2 separate regions of the Sus scrofa genome follow, and region 2 is linked to region 1. Evidence: chromatin contacts called from public Hi-C data. All regions are on one chromosome and are shown on one strand. The core of a region is the stretch at or near the end of the contact, and the rest is flanking DNA. Distances in the headings are between cores, read along the strand shown. Region 1 has its middle 24 kb from the start of TMEM18. Region 2 holds the start of SH3YL1 (SH3 and SYLF domain containing 1).

Region 1 (3,811 bases), core at 374-2,873:
CACCGCGTGTATCCGGTGATCTGTGCACGTGGTTTTAGCCATAAAACCAAAGAAATCGTACTTTCCTCAGCAGCTGTTACTAGTTTTCAAACCTTCCAGCTTCGTGGGTGTTTCTCACAATTAGCGTTGCAGTTGGGGTTAAAGTAAGAGTCTCGCCACTGACGGGTGAACTGTCTCCTTAGAAGGAAGAGTCTGGAAACAAAATACTGCTGCTTGCATTTGTCCAGGAAAGGCCGACTCATTTATTCTGGAACACGAGGCGAGACGCTGGCCCCAAACAGCCTGGGGATCCGGGTGCCACGTTCCCCAGCGCCCTCAGGCTCCCAGCCTGGAAGCAGAAGTGCAAGGACAAGGTCGGCCGCAGGCGTGAAAACAACGAGATGCAGGGAGGCTGGGGGAGGTGGGTGGTGGGGACACGGCCACTTGGGGCGTCTGGATCGGCATCTGCACCCAGCCCCTCCTCACCCCCCACCCCCCCACCTCGGCGGGACCCCCCCAGCCCGGAGCTGCAGCTTTACTCCCAGGTCTCTGCAGGCCTGTGGCCTGGGGTGGGAGGTCCTGCTCTCAGGGCAGAGGCGGGAAGAGGCCCCGGTTTCCAGGGCATCGAATGGCTCTACCCGGTGCCCTTCCTTTCCCGTGAGAGCTCCCTCCATGGCCGGGAGGGAGAGGAGAGGCCGCCTGCCTGCAGCTGCTGAAAGACACACCCAGCGCAGCCTCACCTGCTCCCTGCCCGCACTGGGGGGTGTCTCCAGGGCAGGGGGGCAGCGGCCCAGCCTCTGGCCAGGTTCCCGCGGTGTAGGTGAGAGAGCGAGAGAGGAGGGTGTTTCATCTGAGGAAACTCCTCCGCCAAGAAGCAATGACAGAAACCCACCCCGCAGGTGCCATTTGGGGTATTGGTACCAGCGAGGGGTGGGCGGCCGGGAATCTTCAACGCGAGGGGCCCTGCGGGTTTGACTCCGGAGAGAAAAGCACGACGGACGCTTGAAATGAACAGGTGAAGTGCATGGAGTGCCCAGACGGGGAGCTGGTGGCTGAGCCGCCAAGTGACCAGAGAGGGACCAGTCGAAGGAATGTGACAGGGAGGGAGGGTTTCCAGAGAAAACAAGGGGAGATGCCAAGAGAGGCTTCAAGCCTGGCGTGAGTGTGGCTGGAAGGCGGCGGGAGAGGCAGGCGCAGGGGCGTCCCAGTGGCGTGTGCCTGGGAGGGTCGGTGTCACCTTGGCCGCAGCCTCCCCTGCCCCTGCTGTGAGCCGTGACGTCTCAGTGCCTTTCTCCTCTTCCCGCCTGTGCCGCCCCTGCTGTGACTCTCCTGGCTCCTCACCACCCGCCCAAGCCTGGGTCCCTTCACCCGGAAACACCACCCAAGAAGACGCTGAAATCCCCAGACGGACGAGAAGAAGGACCGACCGAATCGCCACATCCAAGGGCAGGGACCCTAGGGAGGCCTCGGGCGCGGGAAGGAAATGTAAGGTGAACGGAGGAGCTCGCCCCCAAGGGCCACCGGAAATGTGGCTTTTACTTCGGGGGACACTTTAGAGACTGGTGGCTCTTTCCCGGCTCCCGCACCTTGGCCCCGGCCCCAGCCTGGGACCTGCCGCCTCGGAGGGACGTTTGTCAGGCGCGGGCCTGCAGCGCCCCCTGCTGCCCTAATTCTGAATAACCCAGGCTCTGGCCCAGAGAGAAGCGCGCGCGGGGGGTGGGGGTGGGGGCCCGCGGACGTGGTCCCCCGTCTCTGGCGGGTCCCACGCGCACCTGGAGGGTGAGCAGGGCCCACGCGGCCTGCGTGCTCCTGACTAAGAACAGAAATCCAGCTTAAGCAGACAGAGATGTGTCAAAGGACTCTTCCCGGGGCTGCTTTCTGAGGAGGGGTGGGCGCGATCCGAGGCTGCAGGAAGCCCACCCCAGCATCCCCGGGGGGCCGAGCAGTGCTCTGCTCTGTGCGTGCACACGGCTCGGGGGTCTCGGGGCAAAGCAGGCCCACGACCACCCGGATCTGCCCACCATTCACTCTAACACAAGGACCCTTCCGAGTGTGCCGTGTCCCTCGGAGTCCCCGGGGGGGAGTCCAGAATCCTCACCTGCGACCCGCTGCGCTCGGCGTGATCCACTCGGAAACCTGTGCCTCTTCTCAGGCCTGCGGCCGAGGCCTCAGTTTCATTCCGAGGTGGATCATGTGAAGCCCCACACCCTATGGGCGGGGCCGGGGTGGCCCCGTGAGAAACAGAGCCTCAAAGCCTGTGTCTTCCCACTCATGTCACCAGGATCGGCCACCACAACGTGCCCTTTGCCGTTACCTGCGTTAAATGCAGTCTCCTTCCGATGGCTCTTGCACTGTCTGCCTCCTGGGGTTGAGATTTGGGACCAAGGCAGGACCGGAGGTTTACGGAGTAGGAACCAGGGCAAACCAGCCTCGGGGAGCCACGCTGGGCATCTTAGGGCCGCTTCCCGGACCAGGCGCCCCTGCTGCCACCACACATGGCACATTGGGGAGAAGTCCCCGCTCTGCCTGTCACCTTCCATCGCAAGGCTGGATGGACTGCGGTTTATTTTTATGTGTGGCTCGTGCGAAAGTGCGTTGAAACATATCATTTCCAAACCCGACTTTGGAGATCTCGGGATCAATATCTATCAATACCTGGCAGCGAACGCTGTTTGGACCAGTGGCTTGATCGGGTTTCCTTCTGAGGGCGCTCGGGTTACCGAGTCTGGGTCCCTCATTGCCCACAGACAAAGATATTGGCATTGACTTCTTCTACGCACGTTACCAAAAATGTGCTGACGGGGTCCCAGCAGTTTCCATGATGAAACTGAAATAGCTCTATGAACTTCTTTTACCCGCGCCCCAAACGTCTTTTCTTTATTTCCCTTGCACTGGTCTTTTATTTCCCCGACACACAGCACTGTGCTCCCTGCTCTCGGTCCACCGGGCTGTGGCCTCCGGCGCCAGTTGCTGAGACACCACCCGCTCCCATCTCTTTCTGGGCCATTGTCTCTGTGTTGGGCGGCACCCAGGAGCAGCGCAAGGGTGCCAGGAGACGGACTGCATGAGGAGCTCAGTGAAATAAAGCAAGTTTAATCTCTTTCTGACACCAAGTCCCAGGGTTGGGGGGTGGCTCGCCCCCAAGCAGCTCTCCCAGGCTGGGCTTGGTCCTGACGCTGTCTCCCTGGAGATGGCCTCCGACCCCCAGGTCAAGGGCTCAGGCCCGTAAGCCTCCCCTCCCCAGGTGGCGCCTGAGCTTCTGACCGACCAGTCAGGGCTCCTGCCCCTGTGGGGCCGTCACAAGGGCTGGCATGGGCTGGGGACTCAACTCAGCCACTTCCCCTCTGAGACCAGGGGTAGAACTAAAGTTCCAGCCTCTAAAGACCAGGGGGTTCCCGGCTCCCAGCCCGCAAACGTCCCCTCACTCTCGGAACAAAAAAGACACCCAGGCTCTCGTGGCAGGAAATTCTGAGGGTTGAGGAGCTGGGACTTTGAGCAAACATACATTTCTTAGTGTAAATCACAGTATCACAGTATTGCATCGGGTCCTTGCCGTTTCAAAGATAACTGGGAAATTTTAACCATTACATATGCGTGTATATTTGTATACTATATATCAACACATACGTATTTTGTAAATAGGATTTTGCCAAGAGGAAAAACACGGGCTCAGCTGACCCATGTTTGCACACACAGTGCGTGTCGCACTCCGAGCCTCTGACACCAGGATGCACGTCTATGTCCAATATTGTGCTTGGCGCTGCAGGCAGCAGGGACATCCTGCTGCCAGGGGCTGGCAGGCAACTCTGGCGCCTGAAAGCAGGCAGACAGA
Region 2 (3,605 bases), core at 763-3,262, 240 kb before region 1:
GGGCCGCACTAGCGGCATAAGGGCGTCCCCAGGCTAAGGGGCAGAATCCAAGCTGCAGCCCCGGTAACACAGAATCCAAGCCACGACTTCGACCTACACCACAGCTCACAGCAACAGAGGATCCCTGACCCACTGAGCGAGGCCAGGGATCAAACCCACATCCTCATGGATACTAGTCGGATTTGTTTCCGCTGCGCCAAACGGGAACTCTGGCCATTGTTTCTTAAACTAACTCTTATCTTTCTGTGGTCTGGGTTTAATTCCTTTGTCTTAAGGATACAACGTTTGTCAGTTCTAGAAATCAAAACAGGTCTCACTGGTCAGGTCATTAACCATCTAATCCAAACTTCAAACTGATCATTTGAACCCAAACATTAGTTTGACCTGCGCTTCTTTCCTTGTCCCCCTGACCGCAGGCTTCGGATGAGAGGACAGACTGCATGACTTCGGGCATGAGGAAACCCTTGACTTATATCCGCTTCACTTTTTCTCAGACTCAGAGCAGGACTACACCTGCCACTCCAGGCTGATCATTTAGTGTGAAAATGGATTCCTTCCAAAGAAAACAAAAATTCCCTGCTCTTAGGAGGATGTCTTATCAGGACACACTTGCACATAAGGCAACGTGCAGGACTTGTGACCATTGGTCATTCGGCAACAGGGTGGCAACATCCCCTCAACTTGTCAACATTCTCTTCTTCCCAGACACCGCGCCCTTATTTCTAAACAGTGAGAAATCCCCTGAGAAAACATTCTGCATGGAATAAAAGCATCAAATCACTCTGGATGAGCAAAGATTTCTTTCTTTTAAATAATTGTTTTAATTTTACAAAAATGAGAGGTAGCAGTAACTCATTTTGTTTCAGCAGAACATTCGTAAACCATATCACCATGCCTCTTTAATTTAAGCATGATAAACAGGATGAAGTTATAACTTATTTTAACCTCCAGCTGGTCACTGCACAGATCTTCCAATAGCAGGTCACACAAAGGACTCAACAGTACTACGGAAACCTGTTATTTTGCTGAGGTGGGTGTGTGCAGATTTCCCAACTAACCCGTTATTAATTCAAGCATCTTCCACAACTCAATAAAAACTCTGATGAGGACAAGAAAGCAGGACACTCGTGTTCTGTATACAGAAGAAAATCTGAAAACTTCTCCCCTTTGGTAGAACCTTCCAGGACCATCTTTCCTACTCCCTGTCGGGCAGGGGCCCCCTGTCTGTGTCACTGTCTCCAACTCAGCCTCAGCAGCAGCAGCAGGGGTAACACTGAATTATTTGTTGAAATGAAGTGAGAATGACACATTTCCAGCTGGCAGGGTAAATCTCATTACCTTGTGGTCATCTACCAATTCAGAGCAGTTTCCCATTTTTTTAAGCAAGGGAAAACCACCTCAGCAACGTGGTCCAGTGCTCCCAGCCCCAGGGAAGCAGCCACTCTGCCCCGAGAGGTTTTCTGAAACCATGGCTGATCACAGGCAGGGCCAGGTGAGCTGCAGAGGGCCTGGGCCCTTCACCTCAGGGGGACCATGACTCCTGCCCCACAGTCAGAAGCATCTAAACCCAAATTGTCTAAAAAAGGACCAGAACCTCTACTGAAACAGATGGGAATGAAAAAGATAGTAACTAATACTTGGCTTTTCAAATATTACATATTCGCAAATAACAAAAAATGAGTTATGATGATTAAAATTAAAACCTTAGAAGTTTTCTGTAAATTGAATCGCCTGGGGCTACACTTGAATCAGCCACCTTTGTGGAGAGTCCAGGGAGCTCTTAACTTCTGACATCTTGTGGGATATTTAAGTATTAATAGATGTGCAACAGCAAAAAATCCCAAAGACATCATTTCTCCCTCTTTCACCGAAGATTTGCCCTCCCCAGCAAAACTTTTTAAAAGCAGGATAAGAGGGGTGGTCCCGATTCCAGGTGAGGTTCAGTGGCGTCACCGACACCTGTACTCACTTGTGACCCCGAGCCTCCTCCGCTCCGGCGCCCCTCGAGCTGCGGACACCTACCCAGGAAGAGGAAGGGCGCTCCCTGCTCGGCTCCGCCTCCCAGGGCAGGGACCAGTCTAGCGAGGTGCGCACCTGAGACAGGTGAGGGAGCAGGTAAACACCCGCTTTGGTCCAGGGCAAAGCACCTACTTTATACGTATTCGCAGGACAAAAACAGCAGCTAGGGAGGGTGTGCGCTCCCCTTCCTGGGTCCCAGGGCTGCTCCTGAAGCAGCCCATCTTTGACGACTGGGCAGCCCGGTGGCCGCCCTGTCGCAGAGAGAACTGTGAGCGGCGGTTCTGACCGGGGGACTAGGGGTCGAGGGTCCAGGGGCCCCGGGAGGCGCCCTTGGTAACCCGCCCACCCCTGACAGCAGGCCGCACGTTCGGCCGCGCGGCCCGGGTGAGGGACGCTCAACTGAACCCCAGGACTGACCCCTGACTCTCCGAGGACCCTTGGGGACCGATGAGGCCCCGCCTCTCAGGCTTCAGTTTGTGGCCCCTAATCTCTGGGGTGGAGCTCGGGGCTACGCCCTCCCCCGCCCTCGGGTGGTCACGTCACCGAGCCCTGTGACCTGAATTCGTCCCCACTGAGCCCCTCCCCCTCCAGGTGGCCCTCAGCCCCGCCCCCTCCCCGCCCCTAGTCCCCCCACCCCCCGCAGGTGGCTCTCGGCTCCTCCTCCCTCTCTCGGCGCTCGGGCCAGAATGCGCAGGCGCGAGACCGCACGCTCTCTTTAGGCGGAGCGGGGTCGGACTGCGCAGGCGCGTGGCGCGGGTTGCTGGCAGTGCGCCTGCGCCGCGCCGGAAGCAGTTCGACGCGGTTACTGGGCGCCTCTTTGCGCGCGGGAAGATGGCCGAGCAGGTGACTAAGTCGGTGCTGTTCGTGTGTCTGGGTGAGACGCCGCTGATCTAACCCCAATCTGGAGGGCTGGGGTGGGCTCCGTGAGCTCTGGGCTGCGCCGCTGGGCAGGGACGGTGAAGGGGAGGAGGCCAGAGAGGGGAGACCTGAGGGTCGGATGGGGCGCCGCGCTCTCTCCACGTCGCGCAGCTGCCCTGGCCGCTCTGCAGGCGGGGTCTCCTTAACGTGCCGGGTTCTCTCTCCAAGGGCGTCCCCTCTCCCCTGTTCAGTCCTGTCTCCACGTCGGATCCCCTGTCCCCTGCCCGGTCCTCGGTGCAGGCCTGGGCCTCTCACTTCTGCACAGCTCTTTCCCCAAGACCGAGGCCCCTCCCGCGCGGAGTACCTGCACTCCAGGCATTGCACCGGCCTAGCATCCCTTTTTCATCTTCATCCCATAGACCCAACGCCGCTGGATTGATTTGTCTCTTAAGGGCCTCCTGATTCCCGGAAACCCCTGACAACACTGGCTTGTTGGCTTGTTTGGCCACTGCCCACAAGTGGATCTGACCTGAAGGCGGATGGAATGGGAGGGTTTAGGATTTGGTTATAACAGCTAGATCAGGCAGCCGGATTCCCCAGGTCGCCATGACAGCCCGTGTACCGGGGTTCCTATACATGAAAATAAAGAATTTTTAAAATGTTTTAATTCTTCAGGTAACTTCCAGCTCAGAATTATTTTGATTTTTAGGATTTCAGCAGTTAGCCTC

What was found. A called contact is a pair of places that touch in the nucleus more often than the background predicts.
Region 2: a contact with region 1 is called in a Hi-C map of retroperitoneal adipose tissue, with 4 times the contacts expected there. The contact joins the promoter of SH3YL1 here to the enhancer-like site in region 1. A contact is called at or near these places in 2 of 5 promoter capture datasets (fetal liver and liver), 18 of 47 Hi-C or Micro-C datasets (adipose tissue, alveolar macrophages, brain and 12 more) and 1 of 2 datasets of contacts at active chromatin or transcription factors (skeletal muscle).

Annotation. Positions count from the first base shown.
Region 1 is chr3:132,446,038-132,449,848 of Sscrofa11.1, reverse strand. No RefSeq gene overlaps it. Among named protein-coding and RNA genes, the nearest start is that of TMEM18, 24 kb to the right of the region's middle. Within about 2 kb of position 1,623, at least 13 of the 83 cell types and tissues checked have an H3K27ac peak or open chromatin away from gene starts, as enhancers often do. A contact at or near this core is called in adipose tissue and retroperitoneal adipose tissue, where this site is marked.
Region 2 is chr3:132,683,902-132,687,506 of Sscrofa11.1, reverse strand. SH3YL1 (SH3 and SYLF domain containing 1) reads right to left here and starts at 2,012. Exons shown (of 11, transcript NM_001244340.1): 1 at 1,970-2,012. The coding sequence starts at 1,970. ACP1 (low molecular weight phosphotyrosine protein phosphatase) reads left to right here and starts at 2,714. Exons shown (of 5, transcript XM_021087954.1): 1 at 2,714-2,893. The coding sequence starts at 2,851.